2 separate regions of the Canis lupus genome follow, and region 1 is linked to region 2. Evidence: chromatin contacts called from public Hi-C data. All regions are on one chromosome and are shown on one strand. The core of a region is the stretch at or near the end of the contact, and the rest is flanking DNA. Distances in the headings are between cores, read along the strand shown.

The links. Hi-C and Micro-C count contacts between places; a contact is called where the count stands out from the background.
Region 1: a Hi-C map of blood shows a contact between it and region 2, with 1.7 times the contacts expected there. The contact joins the enhancer-like site here to the promoter of IKBKB in region 2. A contact is called at or near these places in 2 of 9 Hi-C or Micro-C datasets (amygdala and blood).

What each region holds. Positions count from the first base shown.
Region 1 is chr16:24,208,305-24,215,430 of UU_Cfam_GSD_1.0, forward strand. All of the region lies in intron 1 of PLAT (tissue-type plasminogen activator), which reads left to right. It also overlaps the pseudogene LOC100685534. Among named protein-coding and RNA genes, the nearest start is that of PLAT, 8.8 kb to the left of the region's middle. Within about 2 kb of position 5,012, at least 9 of the 20 cell types and tissues checked have an H3K27ac peak or open chromatin away from gene starts, as enhancers often do. A contact at or near this core is called in blood, where this site is marked.
Region 2 is chr16:24,146,989-24,154,248 of UU_Cfam_GSD_1.0, forward strand. IKBKB (inhibitor of nuclear factor kappa-B kinase subunit beta) reads right to left here and starts at 5,706. Exons shown (of 23, transcript XM_038559938.1): 1 at 5,535-5,706; 2 at 4,879-5,001.

The sequences.
Region 1 (7,126 bases), core at 3,762-6,261, 61 kb after region 2:
AGTTGAGACTCCAGAGGTTACACTCCTTGCACTGTGACGTGCTCCCCTTTTCAAATAGCAACTCTGAGCTCACTGAAAACATTGCAGTCCCACATCAGGACACAGGAAGTAGTGGTGGAAAGAGCATCAGGTTTGAGTCCTGACACTACCTCTCACTAAGTGTCCTGCCTAAGGGCCAAGGCCCTTATGCTTTTTTGAAGTTCAGTTCTCTCATCTGTAAAAACAAGGTAATAACATTGCCTTAAATGATTCAATGGTTGTAAAAGGGTTTCATAAACTAGGCCTGGTACTCAAAGCCCATTGAGCGAGTGGCATTAATCCACAGACAGTTCTCAAAATACACTGCAACATCGCTTTCCTGTGAGCCCAGGAAAACGTGGACAGATTCAGTCATGATACAGTGAGAGCTGCTGATCAGTTTTCTGATTCATGTGTGTTGCAATCTGGAGGTAAACTGAAGAATTATCAAAGTATTTCGTATTTAATTGCCTCACGGTGATGTTTGCTCTAGGGAGTGGGAGGAACATGAGAAACTACCTTTATGCTTAAGTGAGACACTGTTTTAGATTAACATCAGATTGCAGGGTTTGTTTAGATTCAGGCTTTGGGGTTAACATTTTATTGCATTGACTAATTGAGTTAGCTTTTGCCAGCTGAACCTTGTGTTTTCTTCTCAGGGTTATAAGTTCATTCGGAAAGGGCTTCTTTTGTTCTTATCCTGAAAGGAGGCAGGATGGACTTCTATTTTCTTAGACCTACAGCCAACACTCCCTTATTTCCTCCAAATAACCAGGATTACCTGGCAGAGGGTGGACATGGAGTAGATGACACTGCTCGGCGTAGATTTTTCTGAGTAGCCAGGTTAAATTCATGTAACTTAGACACAAATTACACACCTATATTCTGAAGCTGTTTTGGAGAGTGTTCGGCCCTGAGTAACTAGTGAGATGGGTGGGAGATATTCTATTCACCTCATTGGAATGGATCAATTTATATAAGAAACAGACTCTTGGGATCCCTGGGTGGCGCAGCGGTTTGGCGCCTGCCTTTGGCCCAGGGCGCGATTCTGGAGACCCGGGATCGAATCCCACATCGGGCTCCCGGTGCATGGAGCCTGCTTCTCCCTCTGCCTGTGTCTCTGCCTCTCTCTCTCTCTCTGTGACTATCATAAAATAAATAAAAATTAAAAAAAAAAAAAAAAAAAAAGAAACAGACTCTTTCACTTGGCCCCTAGTTATAAAAGCAGTTGATTAAAGAAGAGAGAAACTAAATTTTGACACACAGAAAATTAAGTATTGAAAAGTTAAGAACTGTTTACATGAGAGTTTTTGAAAATGGTTTTTATTCTGAGATCATGGCCTTTGGAAAAAGCAGAACCTGGATAGGCAAGACCAAGGCTACGGGGCTAGTGGCTCCTGTCCTGGCTCCACTGGGAGCCAGCAAAGGTGAGTTTCGGTGGGGACCAGCCACCTTTCTTTCTTTCTTTTTTTCTTTCTTACTTTCTTTCTTTCTTTCTTTCTTTCTTTCTTTCTTTCTTTCTTTCTTTCTCTTTCTTTCTTTCTTTCTTTCTTTCTTTCTTTCTTTCTTTCTTTCTTTTTTATACATTATCTTATTTTATTCAAATACCAGTCTGATCACATATGGTCCAAGAACACTCAAATAATAAGCCACATAGAAAGAGATGTTAAAGATTGGTCTTCAAACATTATAGCCAATGATGCCACGCTTGCCTATGATCTCGCCGACATAAAACCATATCCACACCTCGGTGGCCACCAAACCATTCAGCAGAGCTTCCTTAACTGTGAGCTGTTTGAAGCTACCAGTTTGAGCACTCTTGACTATTTTTTTCAAGCTCTGAATAGCTGTAGGGATCTCAGCAGGGGTTGGAGGAACCAGCTCAACCCTGGCATAGTGCCAAAATGTGGCCAATCCAGACTTCGAGTAAGTCACAGGAGCGTTCACTAGCGCCGGACGGAGCCTTCTCGGTGAGGTTATGGACAAACTGGGCCATGGTTCCAGGAGGGACGTTCCACCAGCCACCTTTCTAATGCCCGGGTCCTCCTGCCATCTCACCCCCTCCCTTGCCCTGACTCTAGAGACATGCCTTTGGTCTTCCAAGAAGTTATTCTTTTGACCACTTCTTTTCTAATTTGTTGGCATCCATTCTGGGCCATAGTGGTTGAGGGGTGGAAGGAGGGTGTTGTTTGTTTTAAAGCCATGAGTCACTTTAGAGTATTGGTATTCTTGGAGACTGACTCTCTCTTACTCAGATTTCCAGAGAGAAGCTTTGCAAAGTAATAATAAATGGAGGATCTCCTTTACCAAAGATTAGGGTAGCAAACCTTGCACACGGTGTAAAATTTGATCATAGTATCAACTTACTTTTGTCTTTCTCTTGCAATGTCCCTCCTCCTCTAGCTTGCTCATATTTCTGCCTTTTTCTTTCTGGCAAGAGTAAAAACTAGAGTGCTCGAGTTCTTTTTTTTTTTTTTTTAAAGATTTTATTTATTTGTTCATGAGAGTCACACAGAAAGAGAGGCAGAGACACAGGCAGAGGGAGAAGCAGGCTCCATGCAGGGAGCCCGATGCGGGCCTGATCCCGGGACTCCAGGATCACACCCTGGGCCGAAGGCAGGCTCCAAACTGCTAAGCCACCTGGGGATCCCAAGTGCTTGAGTTCTATACCAGCTGGGGCAATTGCATGGTTTGTACCTAGAACCACAGAACTTGACTGAGGGACCATATGTGTATAGTTCTTTTATTGCAGATTACTTTCACATCTGTGGTTGTGTGTAAATCAAAGTACTTATATGCATTTATAAGTGTTTCACAGTTTACATCTATTATATCATTTGTTCCCACAACAGCAGAAACCACAGAATGTCAGCCCTGGAGTAAACCTCATGAATCTAGCCCACTCGGTCCTGCATTCCTGGGAACTGATTTTATGTCTCAAAATATAGATGCTTTGAGAAGGGCAGTGTATCAATTTTTATTCAGTCATTCTAACCTTATGTGAATGAGCATGTCAGTCCCTTTTCAGAGGGTAGATTTTTAAGGGGAAAGATGGAGAAGGTAGGATAGTAGAGGGAAAGGGTAATGCAGAGGGACATGGTGGGCTCCTGGAGGGGCTCAGTCAGTTAAATGTTCGTCTCTTGATTTCAACTCAGGTCATGATCTCAGGGTTGTGAGATTGAGCCCTGAGTCCAGGCTTGAGGTTCTCTCTCTCCCCCCTCACTCCCTCCCACCCCAACTTGCACATGCAGGCACATGTGCTGCACTCTCTCAAACAAATACATTTTTATTATTTTTTTAATTAATTAATTAATTAATTTATTTATTTATGATAGTCATACAGAGAGAGAGAGAGAGAGGCAGAGACACAGGCAGAGGGAGAAGCAGGCTCCATGCACCGGGAGCCCGACGTGGGATTTGATCCCGGGTCTCCAGGATCGCGCCCTGGGCCAAAGGCAGGCGCCAAACCGCTGCGCCACCCAGGGATCCCACAAATACATTTTTAAAAAGGGGGAGGGAACGTGTGAAGGCACTGGGGACAACAGTTCATCCACAGGTCCTTCCTCCAAGTGTCATGCTGCTGTCCCAGGGGCTTCCCCTAGTGCAGACTCAACAGCTATGAATGGGTGCCCATCACTCAGCTTCCCCCCAAGTTAGCACTGCAGAAATGAACACTGAGTTTCTGGCTGGCCTACCATTGCTTTCTCAGCCACATGGCACACTTCCTCTAGCAGAGTAACCCCCTCCATGGTTACCAGTCCATTGTTCTCATTTTTCCCTGGAACAGTCATCATTCAAGGTTGTTCAGAACAGCCGGGGAACAGAGTCACTCTATTGCCATAGCCAGCAGGACCTAACACAGCTTCCAGACAGGAAGGTCAGAGATGTTCTGGAAGCAGACGAGGCTTCTGCACATGGATGTGCAGGCTATATCCCGCACAAGGATTCCCACCCATGCATCCTTGAAATCCAGGCCAGGCTTTATTTGCCAGGCCATGTGTCCTGTTTTTTTTTAATTTGCACAGATTCTTTGTCAATATGCCAAGCTCTGTGTCTGTTGAACTCCAGCTACCAGAGAGGGTGCCTTTTGCAAATCTGCAGAAATCAACTTTGTGTGCTAGCATGGGCCTGCTACGCCTGGGGCCCTGGGACCTTGGGGACCACAGGCCTTATGGCCATTCCACCTCACTCTCACACAGCGATGTTTTTCAGTGACTTAGGGATTCCAGTCTAACAAAAGTGAAACAAAAGAAAACAAAAGAAAAACATGGTTTTTCTTTTTTCTTCCTTCTTTCCTTCCTTCCTCCCTTCCTTCCTCCCTCTTACTCCCTTGCTTTTTTAGTTCTCTAATTCTGAGAACTATGAAATAGAGCAAAAGGAAGGGAACACAGAAAAAAATAACAAGTTGTCTTGCATTTATAAAATGAGCCTTGAAGGACTTCTTACACTTACTCCTCTCATCTCACCTCCCCTCCTCACCTTAACCCCAAGGCATTCCCGCCTTCCGTGGCAGCCCGTGGCTCACAGCGTGGAAGCCTGGCACTGGCTGGCCCCACGGACTCAGTCTGAGTCCCTGTTTCTGGTATTCACTTTGTTTTTTGTCCAGGCACTGCCCCCAGACCTCTACACCCACCTCTTTAACGAAGGCAAAACAAGGACACATTTTTTTCCTCCTCTCCTCCTTCTCCCTTGTCTTTGGACTGCACTGCTTGTCTGCTGGCGGGATGACTCATTTCTTTGTCATCCTCTTACCCCATTTGGCCTGTCCGGATGCTTGCATTGTCTTTGTGCAGCAGGATGGAGCTATTGCCTTGTTTGAGATTGCCACTGACCCAGCCCGTGGCCTAGCAAGGCCCCCAAAAGTGGAGGAAGATAAAGACTGCTAGGACAGAGACTATCTCAAACTCTCCCAGGAGCAGAGGACAGAAGTAGACTCCTTTGCCCCTTATGCCCCTGAGTTGCCAAGGGTTTGCACATGGTGCAGCTGTAGGAACTGCTAGGGAAGCCCTAAGTCATGCTCTGCCCCCCATCTGGTCCTGCTTCCCCATTTATCAGGGGATGCAAATGTGTTAATGCTGCACATCATCTCACCTGGCAATTTTCCAAAATGTAGAATTGTGTTCCCGTCAGAAGAACCCAGAGGTCTTTTTTTTTTTTTTAAGACCTTGAATTATTAAAGTAAAACAATATCTTGGTGGGCATCCAGAGAAAAACCAACCCCCTGATCTTGGGCTGTCGAGTTGACTGAAAAATTGAAAGGCCTGGGTGGTTTGACAGGCAACAGGAATAAGGGTTAAGTTCCCTATTGATTGGTGGCTCATTGTTTCATTCAGAATTCCTTCATAATGTCCTGAGAGCTTAGAGGTCCCCCTAATCTCAAGGTTTGGCCAAGATAATAAAGGATGGGACAAGCTTTATGCGATTGTGAAACAGGATTAACATTGGAAAGGAAGGGGAGGAATGCATTCAAGAAGATGTATTTTAAAAGGTTAATTTTAAATGGGATGAAATTAAGAAGAGAAATTTAAAAGGGCTTTGGCAAATTTTGAGAAAGAGGAAATCCAGAGCAGTTTCCTGTGATCAGAAGAGACCACTAAGTGTCCTTGTTTCTGATGGCCTCAACTTCTGAAACTTCCTCCTCTGAGTGAGAAAAGGGCCCCCAAAGAGCACAGCAAATTAGAACAGAGGCCCAGGGATCCCTGGGTGGTGCAGTGGTTTGGCGCCTGCCTTTGGCCCAGGGCGCGATCCTGGAAGACCCGGGATCGAATCCCACATCGGGCTCCCGGTGCATGGAGCCTGCTTCTCCCTCTGCCTGTGTCTCTGCGCCTCTCTCTCTCTCTGTGACTATCATAAATAAAAAATAAAAATAAAAAAAAAATAGAACAGAGGCCCAGATCTTGCCCTCTTTCAGGTTGCTTCACAATGGGGGGCAAGGGCTGTGCTGATTGGCAAGACTGCCCTCTGAGCTGTGTTTTCTTGTTGGAATCCTATTGACCAGTCCCTGCTGCTCTCTCCCCACCCCCTCCTCCATTCGCCCTGTTCACCCCTCCACTGCCTGTCCCCAGCAGCCCCAGAAGAAGCAATGGGGCACAGAGTCCTCCCACTGCCCCCACTCATCCTTTCTTTTTCACCCTTGCTCTGAAGGGGGCCTGTGGCCAGTGAGGGGAAGGCCACTTCCAACAGGGACCTTCTTTGCAAAGAAACAAAGAAGGAGCCAGAGCCAGGCCAGGATGAAGGTCCTGGAAGCCTCTGATCTGAGAGGTCCCTGAGGATCCTTGCAATGGGGGGAGGGGTGGGACCAAACATTGTTGTGACTGAAGGGAAATGAGTCAAGGGAAGAAATGCCCGGATTTAATTCTTGTGGATAAAGGAGTGAGTGGGCCTGCCAGACCACAAAATAAAACCCCGACCAACTAACCTAGTTTAAGCTTCTGAGGGTAAAATCACTGGGGAAAGGCACATGGAAAGTGGGAATTCTAGGTCCAGGAAGATCTTAGTCTAACTACCAAAACCCAGATGCCTCCATTCCTTTCCGCCTTTCTGCCAGTCTGCACCCTGCCCAGCCTGTCTACAAAACAAGAGACAGACGTTCCAAGGGAGAAGTGGGGAGGGTGAGAGCTGGTGCAGAGGAGCATTCCCTGTGGTGGACAAAGAGGCATGGAAATTATAAGTGGAAGAACTGAGGTGATCTGAGGTAGGTTGGCTCTGTGATGTGCTGGCAGTAGAATCCCTATGGTGTCCCCTGAAAAAGTTTCAAAGGGGACATTTCTGTGGTTCCATCTAGTTGACCGCAGGGCGGGAATTCACTTGGAGGAAACCGAGGTAGGATCCTGGGTCTCCAGGCTGCTATTGGCACTAGAGATGGTCCCACTATTCAGCCCGCAGAGATCTCTGGGCAAGATGACCTCCTAGCCACCCGTGTCCATTGATGGATGAATGGATAAACAAAATGTGGTCTATACAGACAACAAAATATTACTCAGCTTTAAAAAAGGAGGAAAAAAAATAAAAAAAAAAATAAAAAAAAAATAAAAAAGGAGGAGATTCAGGGATGTCTGGGTGGCTCAGTCAGTTGAGCATCCAACTCTTGATCTCAGCCCAGGTTTGG
Region 2 (7,260 bases), core at 4,456-6,955:
GTCCTAAATAGCTCTTAGATCTGCCCACTTCTCTGCATCTCCACCGCTATCAGCCCACTCTAATCTCTCACCTGTCCCATCTCCAAAAGCTTCATGACTGGCCTCCCCACATGACAGGCCAGTGCCCGTGGTGTCCTGGTACCAGCTCTTCTGAGAGCAGATTGTTAAGTATTCAGGAGTTCAGTGAGACCTGCTTGTTAAACTGTCAGTGGGTTGAAATAAGCCCTGGTGGAAGTAGTTACCCTGTGGAGGTTGGTAAACACTACTAATCAGGATATGATTTCCCAGCACACCAGGGCCTGGGCCCCTTCCAAACTGTTCCTGCAGTCAAAGTGAACCCCCTTCCAACAGCTTCCTGTTGCTCTTCAGATAAAAATATAAGCTCTTGGCAGGGTCTCATTGTTACTTTCTCTGTTCCAGCCTCGCTTGCACCTGGCTCCCCTCTTCCTCCCTTCTGGGCCCACTGGCCTTCCAGTCCCACCAGCTTGCCAAGACCTGTCCCACACAGGGGTTCTGAATAGGCTGCTCCCTCTTCCTGGAACTCTCCTCCCACTCTCCCAGCTGGGCTAAGCCTGGCTAAGCTGGGCCAACTTACCAATAACTCAGAGTTCTGCTTATGCATTACTTCCTTGAAGAAGCCTTTCCCTGACCTCCTGACCGATCACTGCCGTGGGCCCCTCTCCTATGTCACACTTATGATAGTTGGGAGTTTACATTTGTAATGACTGATTAATGGCTCTTTCCCTTTTCCAAAAAGGTCTTTATAGAAAGTGAATGACTTTATGCACCTGACACACATATAACATAAAGACAATTGCTGTGTGGGAAATGAAAGAAAGCCAAAACCAGAAAGGGCCCCAGCTGACCAGGAACTCAGAGCCTTGACAGGACACATTCTTATACACAAAGACAAAAAGGCAGTATATGAAGCAGGCCAAATGAGTGAAACTGAAGGAATTCAGGGGAAGAACTAATTTCCATAGAATGAAGGAGTCCATGGCAACTTTACTGAGGAGGTGGTCTGCAGCTATACTGATTATGTAAAGCTGTCCAGGAGACAGAGGCTTGTCCCACAGAAGGCTCAGCCAACCAACTTGTTGGGAGCCAACAAGAGGAGGTAATGCTAAGAAAGACACGGTGAGGCCAGACTGTCAATTTGACTTTGGCTTTTTAAAAAATAAAGATTAAAAAAAAAGAACGAAAGAAAGAACAACCATCAACAAAATGAAAAGGCAACCTAGGGAGGAGATATCTGCAAATGATATATTCAATAAGGGGTTAATATGCAAAATATAAAAGGAACATACACAGCTCAACACCCAAAAAACCTAATGATCCAGTTAAAAAAATGGGCAGAAAACCTGAATAGACTTTCCCCAAAGAAGATGTACAAATGGACAGCAGACACATGAAAAGACTCTCAACATCAGAATTTTGTATTTCTGATTTCATCAACCCAGAATTTTCTGAGGTTCTGGCTCACGGGAGAAAAATCCCTTGTGCACAGATGTTTCTAAATGGGTGTTAAATAAACTAATTCACCGTTTCCCGTAAAAGGGACACTGATTATACATGTCAGGCCTCATGGCTGGAGCAGATTTTATTTCTGTAGCCCAGACACCGATAGGTTTACTCTCTCAAGGCGCTCAGTGGCGAGGCGACTCCCGACCCGAAGAGGGCTGAGGCATCCGGTACTTGGACAGGTCCAGGTTGAGGTCATCATGGAAATGCAAATCAAAACCACAATGAGCTATCACCTCACATGTGTCAGACTGGCTAAAATGAGAGAGACAAGAAACAACAGGTGTTGGCAAGGATGTGAAGAAAGGGGAACCCTCATGCACTGTTAGTGGAAATGCAAACTGATGAAGCCACTGTGGAAAGCAGTGTGGAGGTTCCTCAAAAACTTAAAAATAGAACTATCATATGATCCAGTAATTCCACTGATATGTATTTAAACACAGAAAACAAAACACTAATTCGAAAACACTAGTATATGCACCCCTATGTTTATTGCAGCATTATTTATGACCACCAAGAGAGGGAAGTAACCTAAGTGTCCATGAATAGAAGAATGGATAAAGAAGATGTGTGTGCATGTATACATACATATACATATATGTGTATATAAATGTGTATATGTACACACACATGCACGTATATATATACACATAAAATATCCCATGCAATGGAATATCACTCAGCCATTAAAAAGAATGAAGTCTCGCCATTTGTGACAACACAGATGGATGTAATGAGTATTACCTTAATGAAGTAAGTTGAGGAAAAAATGTCATATGATTTCATTTCATGTGCAATCTAAACAAATGAATGAACAAACAAAAAAAGGAGAAACAGATACATAAATACAGAGAACTGGGGGGACCTGGGAGGCTCAGTTGGTTAAGTGCCTGCTTTCAGCTCAGGTCATAATCCTGGGTCCTGGGATTGAGCCCTGCACTGGGCTTCCCTGCTCAGTAGGGAATCTGCTTCTCTCTCCCTCTTCCCCTCATATCTGCTCATGTTCTCTCTCAAATGAATAAATAAAAGATGTTTAAATAAATAAATACATACAGAGAACTGGTGGTTGCCAGAGGGAGAGAGTTGGGGGATAGTTGAAATAGGTGAAGGAATTAAGAGGTACAAACTTTCAGTACCATAAATAAGTCATGGGGGGATGAAAAGTACAGCATGGGAAATATAGTCAATAATACTGTGAGAACATTGGATGGGGACAGATGGGGACTATATCTTTCATGGTGAGCACTGTATAATGTATAGAATCGTCAAATCACTATGTTGTACACCTAAAACTAATGTAATAATGTATGCCAACTTCAATTAAAAATAAAATAAAAATGAAGGCTACTGGTTTTCGAATAGGGGAACTTGAAAGTAGTAATTCTAGAAGACTAATCCATACACACAAACACACACACACATTTTTTTCAGGCCCATATCTATAAAGCCAGGAACAAATTCCATCTGACAATAGCTTTCCAAATTCATAGAGGCCATTCTGAGCTAGAAATGACAGACACATGGCACACCTGGACAGAACTCCTTTTGAGGAAAACCATCTCTACTTCAGCTGCTGAGATATTTGCTGCAGTCAAGAATCTAAAAGCTGTGGCCTATCTAGAAGCAGCCCAGCCCAGGTATATGTGGGGCCATAGAATGATCTGGCTCTTATGTTGTAATGTGAGGCCCACAGCTCTACTCGGACCAGAACACATTTGAGCCAGCTGTGGCTCAAAGGAATTCCAGCTGTGGCTGAAAGGAATTCTGGTTTCCCAGTTCAATGTGGGAATTACCACCTCCGGAACTGGACTGTGCCCTCCAGCTCTGGCTCCCACTCCTCCAGGGGTCGTTCCATCTACTCAGAGCTGACAGGACTCAGGGCAGGGCCTAGAATGTCTTCCAACTAACTGATAAAGGAGCGTGGCTGTCTGGAATGACTCTCTGATGTGGCTGGCCAGTAGCCTTGATGACTCTCTCGCTGGCTGCTGCAGCTGGCTCCCAAGAAGTGGTACACTTCCTTTCAGTCCAAAAAAGTGCTCAGCAGCCCCTGATCAAAAAGCAAGTGCTTCCTTCAAGGACTTCGGGGGTCTGATTTTGGAGTCAGGAAGCCAACTTCAGTTACTCAGTGACTGGGGGTTCCCTAGAGCAGTGGTCTCCAAATGGGGTAGATGTGCACCAGGGTTACCCAAGACTGGAATCCAAAACAATTAAATAGAAATTAAGCTTTTTTGATATTAACTTTATGAAATCTTCCTCAGATTATTTTTCAAAGATCATATATCTCGTGGACCCAAGGTATACTGAGGAAAATGGGCATTCCACAGGGAGTGGTGGACAGGGGCCTATGGAGACATGTTTCAGGTTACATGTGCCCCTGCTTAGGTGGATTATGGATCGTAGTATCTGAGGTCAATAAAATGACTCTCACAAAATGGACAAGTGGCTAAAGAAATTTCTGCAGAGGACTTCAGTACATGTAACACCAGCATAAGCAAAAAGGAATATGGAGGAACACTTCTATTGTGAGAAACTAAACTTATTTCAGACACATAAAGAGTAAAAACAATCAGGATCTAATCAGTCAGAAATAGGTCCAAATAATTCCAAATTATAAAAATTATTTGAAATACGGATTTTCACCCACTGTCCTTGATAATTCTCTGTTTCATTATGGATCTGTATAGTCTGTGCTGTGCAGTATTGCAAACAATAGTGGGAACACATAATTAGTATGTATTTAAAATATTTTTGGGGATCCCTGGGTGGCGCAGTGGTTTAGCGCCTGCCTTTGGCCCAGGGCGCAACCCTGGAGACCCGGGATCAAATCCCACGTCGGGCTCCCGGTGCATGGAGCCTGCTTCTCCCTCTGCCTGTGTCTCTGCCTCTCTCTCTCTCTCTCTCTCTGTCTGTGTGTGTGTGACTATCATAAATAAATAAAAAATAAAAATAAATTAAAAAAAATAAATAAATAAATAAAATATTTTTGAGCTAATTCTTTAAACACTTAAATATATTTTACGATGCTCATTCTTTAAATTTTTCAATTTTTGTATTTCAATATTAATACACAATATATTAGTACATGATAGCGTGATGATAATAAAGATACTAGTTTAAGATATATAAAAGTTAAAATATTTTTACAATTTGGGGGCCATAGTCAGTAAAGCTTGGAGACCACTTAGAGGCAGCTGAGCAGCTCGGAAGCCCCCTGACGGTTCCCGTTTCTCACTCCCCCAAGAAGCCCAGGGCCAAGGACGAACCCCGTCCCCCACCCAGCACAGTGTAGGGCGGAGGCAGTTCCCAGGAGCCTGTCTTCCCGGCCTCTGGCTCAGCCCAGGTGCACAGCGCCCCTACCTGATTGTGCCAGCGGATCACGTTTCCAAATCCCCCTGTCCCAAGTCGTTCTTTCATCTCCCAGGCCCCACATGTTTGGGTTGGCAGAGAAGGTGACCAGCTCATGCTGCTGCCGCGCTAACTCTGTAAACAATTTGGTGTAGGGGACAAAAGATCAAGGTTAAGAGAAAATGGAACTCAAGCAGACGGAGAAGCTAAGAGACAACATTGCCCTTCGGTGCGAGAGAGGAGCTGGTTTTCACTTTATAAATGAACCAGGCTGTCTGGTTTGGTTTTGGGTTTGGGTAGCCAACTTTTGTCACCCCCCCACCCCCACCCCGCTCAGCCGTAAGGGAAGGAGGCGGGGAGGACAGTCCCTCGGAGGCCCGCAAAGGGCATCCCCCGGACCGCAGCGAGGGCGCCCTGTCCCGCGCGCTCTGCCCTGGGTGGCCGGGGCACGCTCTCCGGTCACGTGTGTCCTCACACGGTCCCAGAGCCCCCGCCTCCAGGCGGCCCCCGGAGTCACCCCGGCTCCCGCGGTCCGCCCGGAGAACCCGACTTCTCAGCCCGACCCCAGGGTCTCCGGGAGCCTCAGGGAGGAGGGGGCGGGCTCGCGGGCGCCGAGGGGCGCGGGGTCTGCCGGCGGCACCTGGCCCGCGGCCGCCCGAGGGACTCACCTGTCGGCAGGGGCGCGGGGCGGGGCAGCCGCTCCCCAGGACCGGGGAGGCGGGGGCTAGGGCGGCCAAACCGGGGGCTCTGGCGCCTCCCCGAAGACATTAAAATGCGGGAATCTCAAACGGGCCAGCGCAGCGCCACTTCCTCAAACACTTCCTGCTCTGACGTCACGGGGCACGTGGGCCGCGCGCCCTTAAAGGAGCCGCGGCGCCACAGGGGGCCCGGGGGGTCGTCGCCGCGGTGACCCGCCGGCGCGGCGCGCGGCTTCCAGCGGGCTCCCCCGCACCCGGACAGGCGGTGCCCCTGGGGCCCTAAGACGAGCCCGAGTGCGCCGGACTCGGTACACGGTGACTGGAACCTGCGGCGGTTTCTGGGACGGGGGAGACGGGGATTTCCTCCCGGGAACCCTCCGGGGGGTAATGGACGCCGCTTCCTGGGCTGCTCCCTCGCTGGAATTTCCCGCGCCCGCCAGGGTTTCCTTTCGGCCTGCTGACAACTGCCCGGCCCCTCCTCAGGCTGCGTCCTCCGTCCGCAGGGCTCGGCGCTCGGGCTCGGGCTCGGTGTCCAGCACGACCAGTCACGGATGTACTCCCAAGAAGCCACAGCCTCTACTACCCCCTTCACGAAAAATGAAAGGAGGGAAAACCTCGTAGTTTCCGCCGCAGTGATGTAGGGAAGTTGTAAGAGGTTCGCCGGTCCGCTGCTACCTGCCTGACGTGGTAATGAGGTGTGCCGTGGAGTTTCTCAGTTCTGTGCATTGCACTAACACCAAGCTGGTGTGTGTTGGTAGATTGACCCAAGCAGGAAGAGTAGCATTGGAGGAAACCTGAAGAATATAGCTCCCCTTTATAGGATGCTTCCGAAGCGCCGGGCGCTGCCTACACACACTCTGTACTTACAATTCCTTCTGCGGATCCCCAGGGCAACCCTCCACATCGGGAGGGATTGGATTCTTGTTCTTGTTATCCCCATTTTTTAAAAAAGATTTATTTATTTATGATAGACACACACACACACACACACACACACACAGGCAGAGACAGAAGCAGGCTCCATGCACCGGGAGCCCAACGTGGGACTCGATCCCGGGTCTCCGGGATCACGCCCTGGGCCAAAGGCAGGCCCCAAACCGCTGAGCCACCCAGCGATCCCCTTGCTATCCCCATTTTATAGGTGATAAAACTGATGTGCAGATAGGAAAATATGTCCAAGTCACAGGCTAGTAAGTGTATGAACTGATAGTCCAACCCAAGAGGCTGGTTTTTAGGTCCAAGCTCTTAATATTTGATGAAATGTATCATACTAAGAAATTCAGAAGGAGGCAAACTGGAGTTTGAATCCTCACACTGCTATTGACTACTCTGAGATTTGGGGGCCAATTACTTAATCATTCCAAGCGTCTATTTCTCTTCCTTTTTTTTTTTTTTCCAGATTTTATTTATTTATTTGACTGAGAGAGCACAAGGTGGGAGGGGCAGAGGGAGAAGCAGGATCCTTGCTGAACAGGGAGCCTGACACTCACACCTGGGGTTCCATCCCAGGACCTGGGATCATGACCTGAGCCAATGACAGATGCTTAATGACTGAGCCACCCAGGCGCCCCCATTTCTCTTCTTTAAAATGTGGGCAGTATTAGGTTGAATCGAATGAAGTCACCTTTTTTTTTTGTAAAACAAAAACAGTTGAAACACGAGCAACAAACATCAGTGGTTTCATCTAGTTTAGCCC